2 separate regions of the Mus musculus genome follow, and region 2 is linked to region 1. A link is a contact called in public HiChIP or PLAC-seq data. All regions are on one chromosome and are shown on one strand. Each heading gives the region's core, a stretch centred on a gene start, on an enhancer-like site or on the middle of the called end of the contact. The rest is flanking DNA. Distances are from core to core; before and after follow the strand shown. Region 1 overlaps Mertk (MER proto-oncogene tyrosine kinase). Region 2 overlaps Tmem87b (transmembrane protein 87B).

What was found. HiChIP or PLAC-seq counts read pairs in DNA pulled down with a chosen protein or histone mark.
Region 2: an H3K4me3 HiChIP or PLAC-seq map of intestinal villus epithelium shows a contact between it and region 1, with 6 read pairs. The contact joins two enhancer-like sites. A contact is called at or near these places in 3 of 39 promoter capture datasets (cranial neural crest, liver and stem cell-derived epiblast-like cells), 2 of 115 datasets of contacts at active chromatin or transcription factors (embryonic stem cells and intestinal villus epithelium) and 2 of 9 other capture datasets (adipose tissue and pancreatic islet).

What each region holds. Positions count from the first base shown.
Region 1 is chr2:128,762,604-128,769,016 of GRCm38.p6, reverse strand. The region is part of intron 8 of Mertk (MER proto-oncogene tyrosine kinase); the gene reads right to left. Among named protein-coding and RNA genes, the nearest start is that of Tmem87b, 52 kb to the left of the region's middle. Within about 2 kb of position 3,051, at least 10 of the 459 cell types and tissues checked have an H3K27ac peak or open chromatin away from gene starts, as enhancers often do. A contact at or near this core is called in intestinal villus epithelium, where this site is marked.
Region 2 is chr2:128,829,852-128,836,264 of GRCm38.p6, reverse strand. Tmem87b (transmembrane protein 87B) reads right to left here. Exons shown (of 19, transcript NM_001355629.1): 6 at 5,665-5,755; 7 at 5,006-5,067; 8 at 4,632-4,815; 9 at 2,051-2,150. Among named protein-coding and RNA genes, the nearest start is that of Tmem87b, 15 kb to the right of the region's middle. Within about 2 kb of position 2,949, at least 42 of the 459 cell types and tissues checked have an H3K27ac peak or open chromatin away from gene starts, as enhancers often do. A contact at or near this core is called in intestinal villus epithelium, where this site is marked.

The DNA.
Region 1 (6,413 bases), core at 1,802-4,301:
GTGGGGATACTCCGCCCCCCTCCTTTCTGCCCCAAGCTCTGAGCTCATGATATTTGCCAGAGATTTTGCTTGTTGTTAAACAAACAAATGAAAAGTTAGTCATGGTGGGGTTGCATATCCTGGGTTGATCCTTTTTAGAAAGAAAGTGTTTTATTTTGATAGTGGCTTAGTTTGTAATTGTGCATTTAATTTGGGGGTAGATGGTACTGAAAATCATCAGGTAGTGTAACTCCACGGTGCACACCCTGAGCCACACCCTGAACGAGTCTCAGAGACCTGGAGTGACTCTGGCTTCTCACTGACAAAAAGTATACAGCATAGCTCTCAGCCTGATCACCCTTCAAAGCATCAGACTAATGCTAAATAGACACCTGGGCCTACTTCTGGCTATACACTGTTCTTTCCTGCAAGGATTCAAAGGCCATATGTCCATCATTTATAAGAGAAATTACCTATAAGTAAAAAGAAAATACCAACTAGAAAAAAATGACATGCTCAGATCAATATGAATCCTAACAGAAATGAATTTTGGGGTGTGGTGAGGGAGGAGAATAAATGTAACAGTGCATTTATCCCTTGGGATCTGTACAGGGTTGGTGCCCAAGCAAAAATGGCTGGGTGCATGCTCAGTAGTGGGCACACACTTAGCTTAAGGGATGCTCTGGGTGGGTTTCCATCCTCGGTGTGTAGACACAGTATTCACATCACCTCCCCCACTCCCTCTCAAATTCATACACACACATACAAATACAATCTGCTGTGCCCATGCAGGCTAACCACCCAGGACTGGATCACCTATCATGGACCCTCCCTGGAGAAAACTAATTCTCCCTCTCTCAGCCGCTATTAATTGCTTGTAGCTCTTCATCTAGGTGTGGGGCCTTGTGAGATTTCCCCAACTCACGGTGGCCTGTGTAAATCCTTGGGTAACGTGTAATAACTGGTGTAATAACTGATAAGTGTTAACAGCCCCTGTATTAGTTACTTTGTTTTTAACAATATGGCTATATAGTATTGCTAGTGTTGTTAGACTGTTTGGGGACTATTGACTGGGTTTTTGTTTTTTTTTTTTTTTTCCTACGGATCAATCTCATGATCTTGTGCATGATGAACATGTTTTCTAGGACCAAATATATTCCTGGCCTCAAGAAAACAAAACAAGGCTGGTGGTATGCACATATAATTTCAGCAAGAAGAAGGCAGAGGCTGGAGGGATGGATGCTAATATTTCCAGGCCAGCCAGGGCCACCTAGCAAGGTCCTGTCTTAAAGAAAACAAAGACAACTAGTGAGGTAGAGTCTCACTATTTAGACCTGCCTGACTGAGCACTCACTATGCAGACCAGGTTGGACTTGAACTGACAGCAGTTTTCATAACCACAGTACCTCAGTGCTAGCATTCCAGTCCATCCAACCACACTGGGCTAGGAAAACAAAACACTTACCAAGAGGCGTGCTTTAATTTCTGGACAGTTTCAATCTGTGATTAATGGACTCCACAGATGTGCAAGTCATAGACATGGAAGACCCACGATGGTTACAACGCCTACTTACCTGGGGCCTATAGCTGATTATGAAAAAGCAGTGAGATTATTTTTCATTTCCACCTTCCAGTCCCAAGAGGAGTTAACATAGACAAAGAGCTAACCTGGGTAAAGTGCATGGAACAGGGTCTAGCCTGGCAAATGAGACACTGTATATAACTGTCATTGCTCTGTCTCTCAAAGGATAACAATGTTGCCAGGGCAACTGGTAGCAGTTGGGAAACAGGTCATTGATTATCCCATTTTAGGGGTGGAAGTATATATCACTAACATGATGATCAGAAAGCTATCTGGTAGACATTTTAGAGCAGATTTAACAATTTTCTCTATACATACCCCTAAATGGTAATTCAAATGTAGTTTAAAAAGCATTCATACCTTAAAAGCTGGGCACCATGATGGATATCAAAAGCTCAAATGAGAAAATATAATCACATGGCAAAAGCCTCATCTATTTTTTTTTTAAATCTCATGTTTAAAAAACCAAAAAACTCCAAAATGAACGTAGGGCTGGGGAGATGGTTCAGCAGTTAAAAGCATTTGCTGCTCTGTTAGAGGAATGGAGTTTGGTTCCCAGCGGCCATGATGGGTGCTTCACGTCAGCATCCTCTTCTGTCTTCCTTCCTCAAGTGCACACACACAAGGCACACATTTCCACAGATGTGTACCCACATACATTCTTTAAAAAAAAACACCTCAAAACATGAATATAGTAGTGTGGTAGTTCATGCCTATAATCCCAACACTCCGGGAGCAGAAGCAAGAGCTTTGTAAATTTGAATCCAGCTTAGTCTACCCAGTGAACTCCAGGTCAGCCAGGGAAACACAGGGAAACAATACTAGGAAAAAACCCAAAGGATGTAATGTAGTCTTGTTGTTTGGATGTGCTCATACCCATAATCTCGAGTCCTTTTAAGTCTGAGTTTGGACACTGTGAAATCTACTTAAGACTGGATCACTAAGTATCTACCGTACATATCCAGTCTTGGGGTTGTCAGGATGCAGAGCAGAACCATTTCCCAGCATGCAATGGTTTATCCATGAAATGTGTGCCATGGGCCAACTGCGTATTTCTCGTTTAGTGAGCTTTCATTGCTCATCAACATAAGGACTTGAAAATCAACTAACATTTTATTTCAGGAAATGAAATCTACTTCATATGGCTTTTAAATGCACTTTCCCATAATTATTTTAAAAAGTGACATTATACTCTTTTGGGGGACAAGAAAGTAACAGTACAACTTTGGAAAGAATTTTTTTTTTCCTCATGGGCGTGGCTTGGGGTTAGACAGGGCAACTGTGGTATTTTGTTTTAATTATTATCAAATGACTTTAACATCACTAAATATTGTATAAGAATTACACCCTGTAACTGATAGCTGCATCTAAAAACATGGCCTATTTCCAGCTCCAAAGAGCAATGACTTCAATGAGGAAAGAAGTATAACATAAAAATGTGTCACATGAAGTAGCAAAGGTCACTTGTTAAAGGTGCTCGCTCAGCTTCATAAGCACTGAGGATAAACCCATATATACCTTCCTGTCATCACTTCTACTGAGGATCCACACCATGGAGCTGGGTGTGAGAGAGCCAAAGGCTGCTGGGAAGCAGCAGAGGGTTCTGAGGAAGTGCCTGCTTTACAGACAGCCAGGCCTGTGCTCTCATCCCCAGCCTCCAGGCCTGGGCTCTCTGACCCTGGGTGAGACACTCAACACCTCTAAGCTTGTTTCCTTGGGTGAAAACGGAGGTGTCTGTCTTTTTCACAGTATGTAGGAGTTAAACATGTTCCCTACAGAGAACAGTGAGCAGTCTGGCAAATCAATCAATCAATCAATCAATGGTGGCTCTTAGATTGTGTTCATCAAGGTGCTATGCTTCTGGTCTCCCTCCTCTATGGCTGAGGGCCTCCTCCAGCATCAGTCTCATGGTGACATGCAAGCCTTAGAGCATTGGAGGAAATTAAACTGTCTGGCTTCCCAATGCAGTGACCTGCTCAGAGATTACCTTCAGAGTGAGCTTCTACTCTAATCAAAGCGAACCAGCCTTGATTGATCCCTGGCCCATATCAAAAGAATCTTATCTATTTCTCAGGGCAGGGGTGGGGAGATGGAGGGAGGAAAAGGGAGAGAGAGAGAGAGAGAGAGAGAGAGAGAGAGAGAGAGAGAGAGAGAGAGAGAAGAGGAGGAGGAGGAGGAGGAGGAGGAGGAGGAGGAGGAGGAGGAGTCAGGGAGCTGGGGTCATGTCAACATGCAGACATGTCTCCACGTCTCTGCTGCTCTCATGGCCACTGTGAACTCAGGAGGAGGCAGAGGTCTACATCCAAAGGGAATGCTAAGTGTGCTCCAACTTCCCTGTGATGTTAAAGAAGTTGGTTCCGCCGGGCGTGGTGGCGCACGCCTGTAATCCCAGCACTTGGGAAGTAGAGGCAGGCGAATTTCTGAGTTTGAGGCCAGCCTGGTCTACAGAGTGAGTTCCAGGACAGCCAGGGCTACACAGGGAAACCCTGTCTTGAAAAAAACCAAAAATAAATAAATTAATTAATTTTAAAAAATTAAAATTAAAAAAAATTTTTAAAAAAGAAGAAGTTGGTTCCACATAGTATGTGTATGTGGTGTGTGTGGTTTGGAAGTTAGTTCTGGGAATCAAACCTGGGTCCTGGTACATGGTAGGCAAGCACTCTACCCTGGCCTAGTCACATTGTTTCAAGACCACGACAACCTGTGTTGAGACTTCCATCTGATCTAAAATCGCTACCCACAGCAATCACAGCTTAAGCTAGCATCAGAGCTAATGCTCCCCAAACAATGAGCTCCACAATGTCCACACATGTGAAAATGAGCCCCTTCCTAATGTTTGGGTAATTCAGGGCCAAGGCTTATTTACTCTAGAATATTGAGCATTGCTGGTGTCCCCTGTAGCAGGCCCTTGGGCCAGGGTCATTCACAACATTTCTATCATTACTGGCCTTCATGACAGAAGGGTGGCTTTCACCCATGCCAGAAGCAGAAGGGATGGTCAGGCATTGGTTAGCTTTTAGAGTACCCAGATGTCTGGGTACTCTAAAAGTTGGCAGTCACTGGTAGCTGCCAATAAAGAAACACGAAATTCCTACTTTCTTGACGTAGTGATATAATGGTCACTAAAACAAATCACCCAGAGACCTCTTCCAAGAAAGTTCTGAAATTACCCAAAACCCTATTTATCATAGGCATCACTCAGAAATTTCAGAAGTGTCCAATTTCCTGCCTTACATAAGAAGAAGTAGCTAAAAGTGCAAATGAAAGTATAATGTACAAAGTATAGAAGTGTAGAGGAAAACCTAACTGTCTCAGCTATGGCCTTATGAGATGAAGAGGGTCCTAAGAATGAAGTGCTACATGCCAGGTCACTGCAACCATCATTTCAGCCTGGTGGGGGTAAGATGGGGAGTCCAGGACTTCTTCAGGACCCCCTCTTTGCCTCTAGGTTCAGATCAGGAGACAAAAACCTTAATTTCAGCAGAGAATGTTCTCAAAGTAACGTGACCAACTCCGCCTGTTATTGTCACAAGGCACAAAGTACAGAGTGGGCGCAATGCAAATGACCTCATGACCAGATGACTTGACCTCCACAAGGAGGTAAGATACTGAAAGGTCAGAGCCTGAACTGTGCCTATATTGTTCTCACTGTGGAAGGAACAGTCCAAAGGGCAATGAGAGTGGAGGCTGAGGCTGGGGGTGGGGGGTAGGGGGGTGAGTGGCAGTCCTTAGGCTCTTGGGTCACTGTCATTCATAAAGGTTTCTCTAGGGCTGTTCAAGTACACAGCTCAAGAAGCCCCCTTTAGGAAAGAGGCTTTCATCCAAACCAGAAGGAATAGCTCTTTAAACACACTGGTTTGCTTTAGAGCACAATGGGTCTGCTAGTATCTTCTGCCAACAGAGAAAGATGAAATCTCCATTGAAATGGACAATTACCAAACCTTTCTGACTTACACTAAGCACTTACCACTGTGGAACTGCTATACTGTATGCACCAGCTACCCCCCTAATTCAGCCCAAGCATAAAGATGCTTAACTTTGAGACAGTGCGACAAATGCCTTGGTAATGAGAGGCTTCCCATGTCAGATTGCTAAAGATATTTGGTTATCATGCACATGATGTAGAATGTGGATGTCTAAACCTGAGTATTTTTCTTCTATCACATCACCTACTCTTTTGTTTCCAATAGCCTGTTTCCTTATAGGAAGGAAAAGAAAGAGAACAAACCCTAATTGTCCTTTTGGAACAAAGCAATTTTTATAAACACTGGGTGGCATGAAGTTGGAAATGACAGCTTGGACCAGGGCTGTAGCTATTTACTTGCTTACCCCGTCCCTCTCTCTTGCCAAAAACTTCTGTGATGTCGCAGATACATGCGATAAAGAGGCAAAACATGGGATCTAACCAGAAGGGTTAGATGGAGGAGGGATATGATAACACAAGAGGCATATTTTCCATGACCACAGTAAAGGAAGGTAAAGAAGAATTGGTGGCACCAGCATTTCTGCCTTCTCTGCTCTGATTACCCTTGCTGTGATAAACACAGTGGCCGAAATCAACTTGAGGAGAGGAAAGGGTTTATTTTGGTTTCCACTTCCAGGTCACAAGCCATCACTGAGGGAAGTCAGGGAGGAATTGAAGCAGAAACCATGGAGGATGCTGCTCAGTGATTTGTTCACTGGTTTATGTTCATGTAGTTTTCTCATACAGCCTAGGGATAGTGCTGCCCACAGTGGGCTGGGCCCTTCCACAAATAGAAGCTTGCTTAATCTCCTCTGGAGGTTGCTTACTCTGCCATTCTCTATAAGGCTAAGAATGTGCCATGAATATCTTCTTCAGAAAAGAATCTTC
Region 2 (6,413 bases), core at 1,700-4,199, 67 kb before region 1:
ACATGTCTACCTAAAAGCTTGTTTGACAGCACTTATGGCAGCTTTACCATTATTGTCAAAAACTAGGGGAAAAAACCATTTATAGCTAGCAATAACCCAACGCATTTAGGGAGAAGAGCACTCTCATTACCTTCAGAATGCTCTATGTAACAGAACCCTCCAGGAAACCCAAGCTGCTGAGAAGCACAGATCCTGCCTACCTTCCTGCCTTTAGAATGGAAAGATCTGGGCAGAGCAAACTGTGAATAAAGAGCCCCTACCAGAAAGCCAACAAAATCACAGGCTGGCTTTCAGCACCACTCAGAGGTAAGCAACTTGGCTAATCTTTACTCTGTAGCATTGTTTGTATGCACCTGCCACATTCAATTAGAAATGAAGTTGAATAAAAAACATTTACAAAAGTGACCAGAACTCCAAGACATGTATGAGTTAAATTAGCCAATAATATGTGAGAAATTGGAGTTTAAATTGAAATAAAACTTATAGTCCTCATGGGGGCCAGAATCTTCCTTACACCACAGGGAGTGGCAGATCACAATTATGACAGTTATAAAGGAAGATCTGTAATTCAAAGACATAGCTTGGTTTCCATGTTTGCATCTGGGCTTAGATAGCAATTTCCAAACAGTCTCTACTGCCCTTGTGAATGAAACACCAGCTACATCAAAATCATCTGGATTCCAGAGTCGACCCAACGCCATCACTCATTTTCACTTCTCCCCTGTCTCCCCTTCATGAAGAGCCTGGAAGCCTGACATCTTGGCTCTAGCTGTGCTCTCAAACACAGTGAGACGCAAAAAGAAGGCCTAAGGAATGCAGATCCTTGCAGCCACACTTAGTACCACTCTTCTACCTCTGCTCTTGCCGTGGACACTTTAGAGCTCCTAAATTTCTCCTAGTATTTTTTATATTAGCTAACATCAATGCTGCTTCCCCAGTGATCCTAGGTTAACTTGAAAATATCCTTAGACATGCACTTAAAGCACCTGCCAAACAATCGCACTACTGTGCAAAGAGACCAGCTGACTTCAAAATGTCCTTCCTCTCACCTCTCCCAAGCTGCCTGTGCCTTGCTGAGTGGTATGGTTAGTCTCAGGTGGGAGGACTACTCTGGGAGTGCATGACCCCTCCTGGTTCCCTGAGCAGGGCAATTCTACAGCCCACTAATGAATCCTGTAGATTAGAGTGACCCAGATGGTGACTACCTTCACCTACCAGAGGTCACCCACAAAAGAAGGATAGGTGTCCCTGTGGGATACAGCCCTCCCAAGCACTGAGTTCATCTCTAGGTACATCCCTCAGATTGCTTTATGACAGTAACAGTATCGTCACCTGGATGGCTAGGAGCACTGGTCTCCTGCTATTACCATCACTGTTACCAGTGGAATCCCTGCAAGTTGGGCCCATCCCATGTTTCTTGCATACCTAGGTACACCTTATTCAATGTGTGGTTCTTATATCAGCCCCAAGCCTCTTCTGCAAGCTTGTTGAAACAGAGAAATCAAGACAGAGGTAAATGGGGTCCTGAGAAGGGAAGATGCAGTGTGGTGTGACCAATCCCCCTGCCTTCACTCTCTCAGTTTCTGGACCTTTTATGGAGCTCTCTTAGTAGACCTCATGTTAGAACAGGGTGTCCAGAACTTCATGGCCTTGTGGTCTGTAGGGCAAAAGAGGATGGAATGTCCACTAGAAAATAAATGGTGGTCTCTAGTTATTACGGTTCCAAACTCTGGGTCTGGATTTGCTGCACCTTTACAGTAAGACATAGACCACTAAAGTTAAGGTGTGGTGGCAATGCTTATAATCTCCACACTTAGGATGCTCAGGACACCTTGGCTACAGGGATTCAATTCCGGATCTTCATTTGGAGACAATATAAAATGGCTAGTCCATTCAAGTTTTTTTTTTAAACCCATGTTCCCGCAGAGTTTCCCCTTGGGGATTCAGGTAGCAACTGACAAGCCCCCAGTTCCACAGAGGTCCTGGTACACATGAGCTGAAGCACTAGACTGGAGAGTTGTCGAGAGCTGTTCATCACAGCAATACTTACTTCACAATGCCATAACCCAAGCTCACAATGATCACAAGCAGGCGAGCCAATGTCCTCTTAACTGCAGATATCAGCTCTGCAAATATCAGTAAACCTTGAGCTGAGGAACAAGAAAAGAAAACAACTGGTTGTGTGTACTCTTGAAGACCTGTACAGTGACATTGACACACGCTAAAAAATTACTGTGCATCAACATTGACATCAACTGATATTCCAGGCCTCAGTGAAAGGCAACACTACCTCCTGAGGACTCACCACAGGTGTGATCAGCTAGCTCTATTGGGCAGTTTTCTTATGTCAACCTGAAACCTATCAGAGCTCCCCTCCAGCTACATCCCTCTTCATGTACAGCAAATATCTGAAAGCCATCATGCCCTCTGAAGTTCTCTTTTTTCTAGTACCTTTGTCATTTATTCACTTAAGATGTATACTTACAGTACTGGTCTAGAATGCACAAGGCGCTGGGTTCAAACTCTAACCCATAAAAAGAAATGCAAGTATTCATTGTGCTCCTGCTATATATATGAGAGGCACCTTGAGCTCTATCTGCATAGACTTTGAACTCTGGCTAGGACATGTAAGCAGACACAACTCAGCACGGGGAGGGCTGCATGTGACACAGTAACCCTGGGACTAGGAGAAAGAGCAACCTAATACACATCTGGGGGGCACATAACTGGTCTGGAAATGAGGATTTACAGACTAAGTGGATATATGTGGAGGAAGAAAAGGGCAAATATAGCCCTTGGGAAGCACAAAAAGAGAGGAAAGCACAGTGTATATGCAGTAGAGTGCAATGTCGGAGTATAAAACAGAGAGACCAGGAGCACTCGTGGCTCTGGGGACTCTGTTATGGAGTCCAGACTTGATGTTGAAATCTGTCCTTGCATATTTCTGTAAGCCAAGTTTTATCATAACACAGACATGCTTACTTGCTTATTGTTGTCTGTGGCTGTGTTTTACTCAGGTCAGAGCTGAGTCATCAGAGATCATGTGGTGTGCAAAGTCAAAAATGTTTAGTACATGGGCTTTGTAGGACTCTTCAAACATACTGACAGTGACTCATAGTTTCTTTGCTAACCCCTTTGATGACACCTCAGATGAAGGACTTGGATTCTCTGATGGCCCCAAGTGGTATTTCATTTCTTCATAGACCTCTGGGTTTTGCTATTCTTCAGTCCATACCACCCTTGCTCTCTCTAGGTAAGAGATCCTTCCCAGAACAGAAAGGGGATGAGCTACCTTCTCTGACACTCAGTCCTGTTCCAACCCTAATGCTTTATCATCTTATACGACCTCCCCCTGACCCTGACAGTACTTGGGAAGGAGTCCAGGGCCTATGTAAGCTAGGCAATTTACCACCACTGGGATACACCCCCAGCACTTCGATATCTGACTTAGAGCACATATGCAAACATCTCTGTGCATGTATACACAAGCCATATATAGCAGGAACAGCTCTACCACGTAGTCCTCCATGTTGGCCTTTGTTTAGTCTTTTGTAGATATGCTTTTTTCAGAAATTTCAAACATTCCTCAACAGAGAGAAATTAGTGTGATAAATTACTATGAATCCACCACTCAGCTCCAATAAATAGCAACATGAGTCCAAAGTGGCATGTATATTTCAATTCAGTTTTTTTCCCTAGAGTTGGCTAGCATCACTATGCCTGTTAATAATTGATGCCAAACTCATTTGTAACTGCATTCAAAAGGACATTTTTACCCCTTTGAAATCTTCAAAGTGTCAGTGGTAAGACCAAGTGCTCACTCCTGTGACCCGTTTGTCTCTATCTTCTCCAAGCCAACGCACATATCTGAAACAGCAGCCTAGCCAGCTTCAAGCATCCCACTGTGCAAACCATGGTAGGACCTCCTTTGATCATAGGAAGCTTTTGCAGGGTGAAGAGAAGAGGAGAGCACAGACTACAGATACCACAGACTTACTCTCTGGGGCTCAAGAGCCTTTCTTTTCTTTTTTCCAAGGAGAGAAAAAAACAAAACTCAGAAAAGTAAAATATTAAAATCACTGGCGACACTTAAGGTGCCCTTACCCATATCTTGGTATTGTTTTAATATAATTAGAGAATGGGAAATTTTCTTTTTCCAAAAAGGAAAATTAGAAAGAAAAAAAAGGAGAGAGCACATGTTCTAGCTCGGATGATCAGGGTGCTACTCTAAACTGTCACTCTGTGCAGTGCACATGCTTATGCACCAGACGACACTGGTGTCCTGATTTATTGCTCTCCACCTCATTCCCCTGAGACAGTCTCTTACTGACCCTGCAGCTAGACTGCTAGCTAGCAAGCTCCATGGACTCCCCCGCCCCCAAGGCTGGAGTTGTAAGTATGTGTGCAGCCACATGTGGCTCTTACATGGGTACTGAATGCTTTCTTTCTTAGTAAGTGCTTTACAAACTGAGCCACCTTCCAAGCCTCCTAACATTCTCTTGTTGGCTTCCGTCCTCTTTACTGGGAACACAGATATTTGCAAACCTATGTACAAAAGAGGTCTTCCTCCAGCTATGCTTACACTAGCTAAAATACACTATATACAACTCATAGAAACAGTCAAAACTTACTTGACAGTCCAGTGCTGTTGATGTTTTGGTATTCACTATAAAAAACTGCCTTTTCAAGCATTCCTAGGAAAATAACAGCTGCAATCCAGAACTGAATTCTTAATATATCTTTCCAGTAACAGGCAGACCACAGCAGCCAGAGGACACCATATAATATGTAAACGATACACATCACCATATAAAACTGCAGGGAGAGAAACAGTGTGAGCCTCTGACCCTTTTAACTCTAGAAAGCAGACATCTCTTGATTCTCCCACCCTTCATTTCTTAGTCTCTCTGAAAGCAGAAATAGAGGACATGTCAAAGCAATTGTTACTACTGAACTCTTAAAATTCTTAAAAATTAATTTGGAAATGAGGAGGCGAAATACTCACAATCATGAGAGGCCAGTCTGATGCAGAGATGTACCCATGAGGACCCACCATAGAAAGAGAAACTAGTGACAGCAGCAAAGGGGAATGGGGAGGAAGAAATCCAAGAGTTAATTAATAATCAAGTTTTTAGTAACATTTTTAAACATAAGCTCATCTCTCCATATCTATTTAAAAAGTGTATTAGTATTAAGATAACCATTAAGTTTTAGGACTTCAAAATAAATGTATAACTAACAAATCTATCCTTGAAGATATGTTTTGGGCTGGTGAGATGGTTCACTGGGTAAGAGCACCAACTGCTCTTCCAAAGGTACTAAGTTCAAATCCCAGCAACCAAGTGGTGGCTCACAACCACCCATAATGAGATCTGATGCTCTCTTTTGGTGTGTCTGAAGACAGCTACAGTGAACTTATAATAATAAATAAATCTTTGGGCCAGAGCAAGTGGAGTTGGCTAGAGCAAGCAGAGGTCCTAAGTTCAATTCCCAACAATCACATGAAGGCTCACAACCATCTGTACAACTACAGTGTGTACTCATATACATAAAATAAATAAATCTTTAAAAAATAAAAGATATGTTTTAAACAGAAATAGATTCACATTAATGAAAAAAAAAACTATAGAATACAGATAATGTATGACTAGAGGTTAACTGTACCATTTAAATCCCAGACTGCATCTGTTTTCTCCGTTTTAATAGAAACAATGAAGATATGGAAGCCATCTTTCTGGGTCCTGGCTACAACATCCTGTAATAGACAGAGTAAGCCTTTGTTCTTTGAGACAGATTAGTATATGAGATACAGTTATACAGTTCATAGTTAAACAGTTTTAATAACTGAACAGATAAAACAGAGGGAAGGAATGGCAGGCAGTAGAAGGAAGACCCTGCTGCCATTTTCTTTTTTACCCACCCCTCCACAGGAGAGGGGAACAAAGGGGTCTCATCCTCTGTGTCTTCTACCACTTGTACTGCCACAGGCTCCCCATGCATTCTCATTCTGTGCTGCCTTTAATATTATCATTCAAATTTTTTTTCTGGGTTGGTCTTGGTGACACATGCCTTTAATCCCAACACATAGGAGGCAGAGGCAAGTGAACCTCTGTGTGTTCAAGGCTAGCCTGGTCTATATAAAGTGCCAGGCTATACAGGACCATAAAGTAAAATCCTATCTGAAAAATATCTGCCAGTGGCAGGGATACAAGCCTTTAATCCCAGCACTCCATGAGGCCTCTAGAAGGCCAGCCTGGTCTACTCTACAAAGAGAGTTCCAGGACAACCAGGGCTACCCAGTGACATCTATCTTGAAAAAGAAATCTAATATTGGAATTCTCATATTCCCTCTTAATACCACCAAACATTCAATTTTAACTAAATATTGGTTTTTAAAAATTGAGTTGAATGAC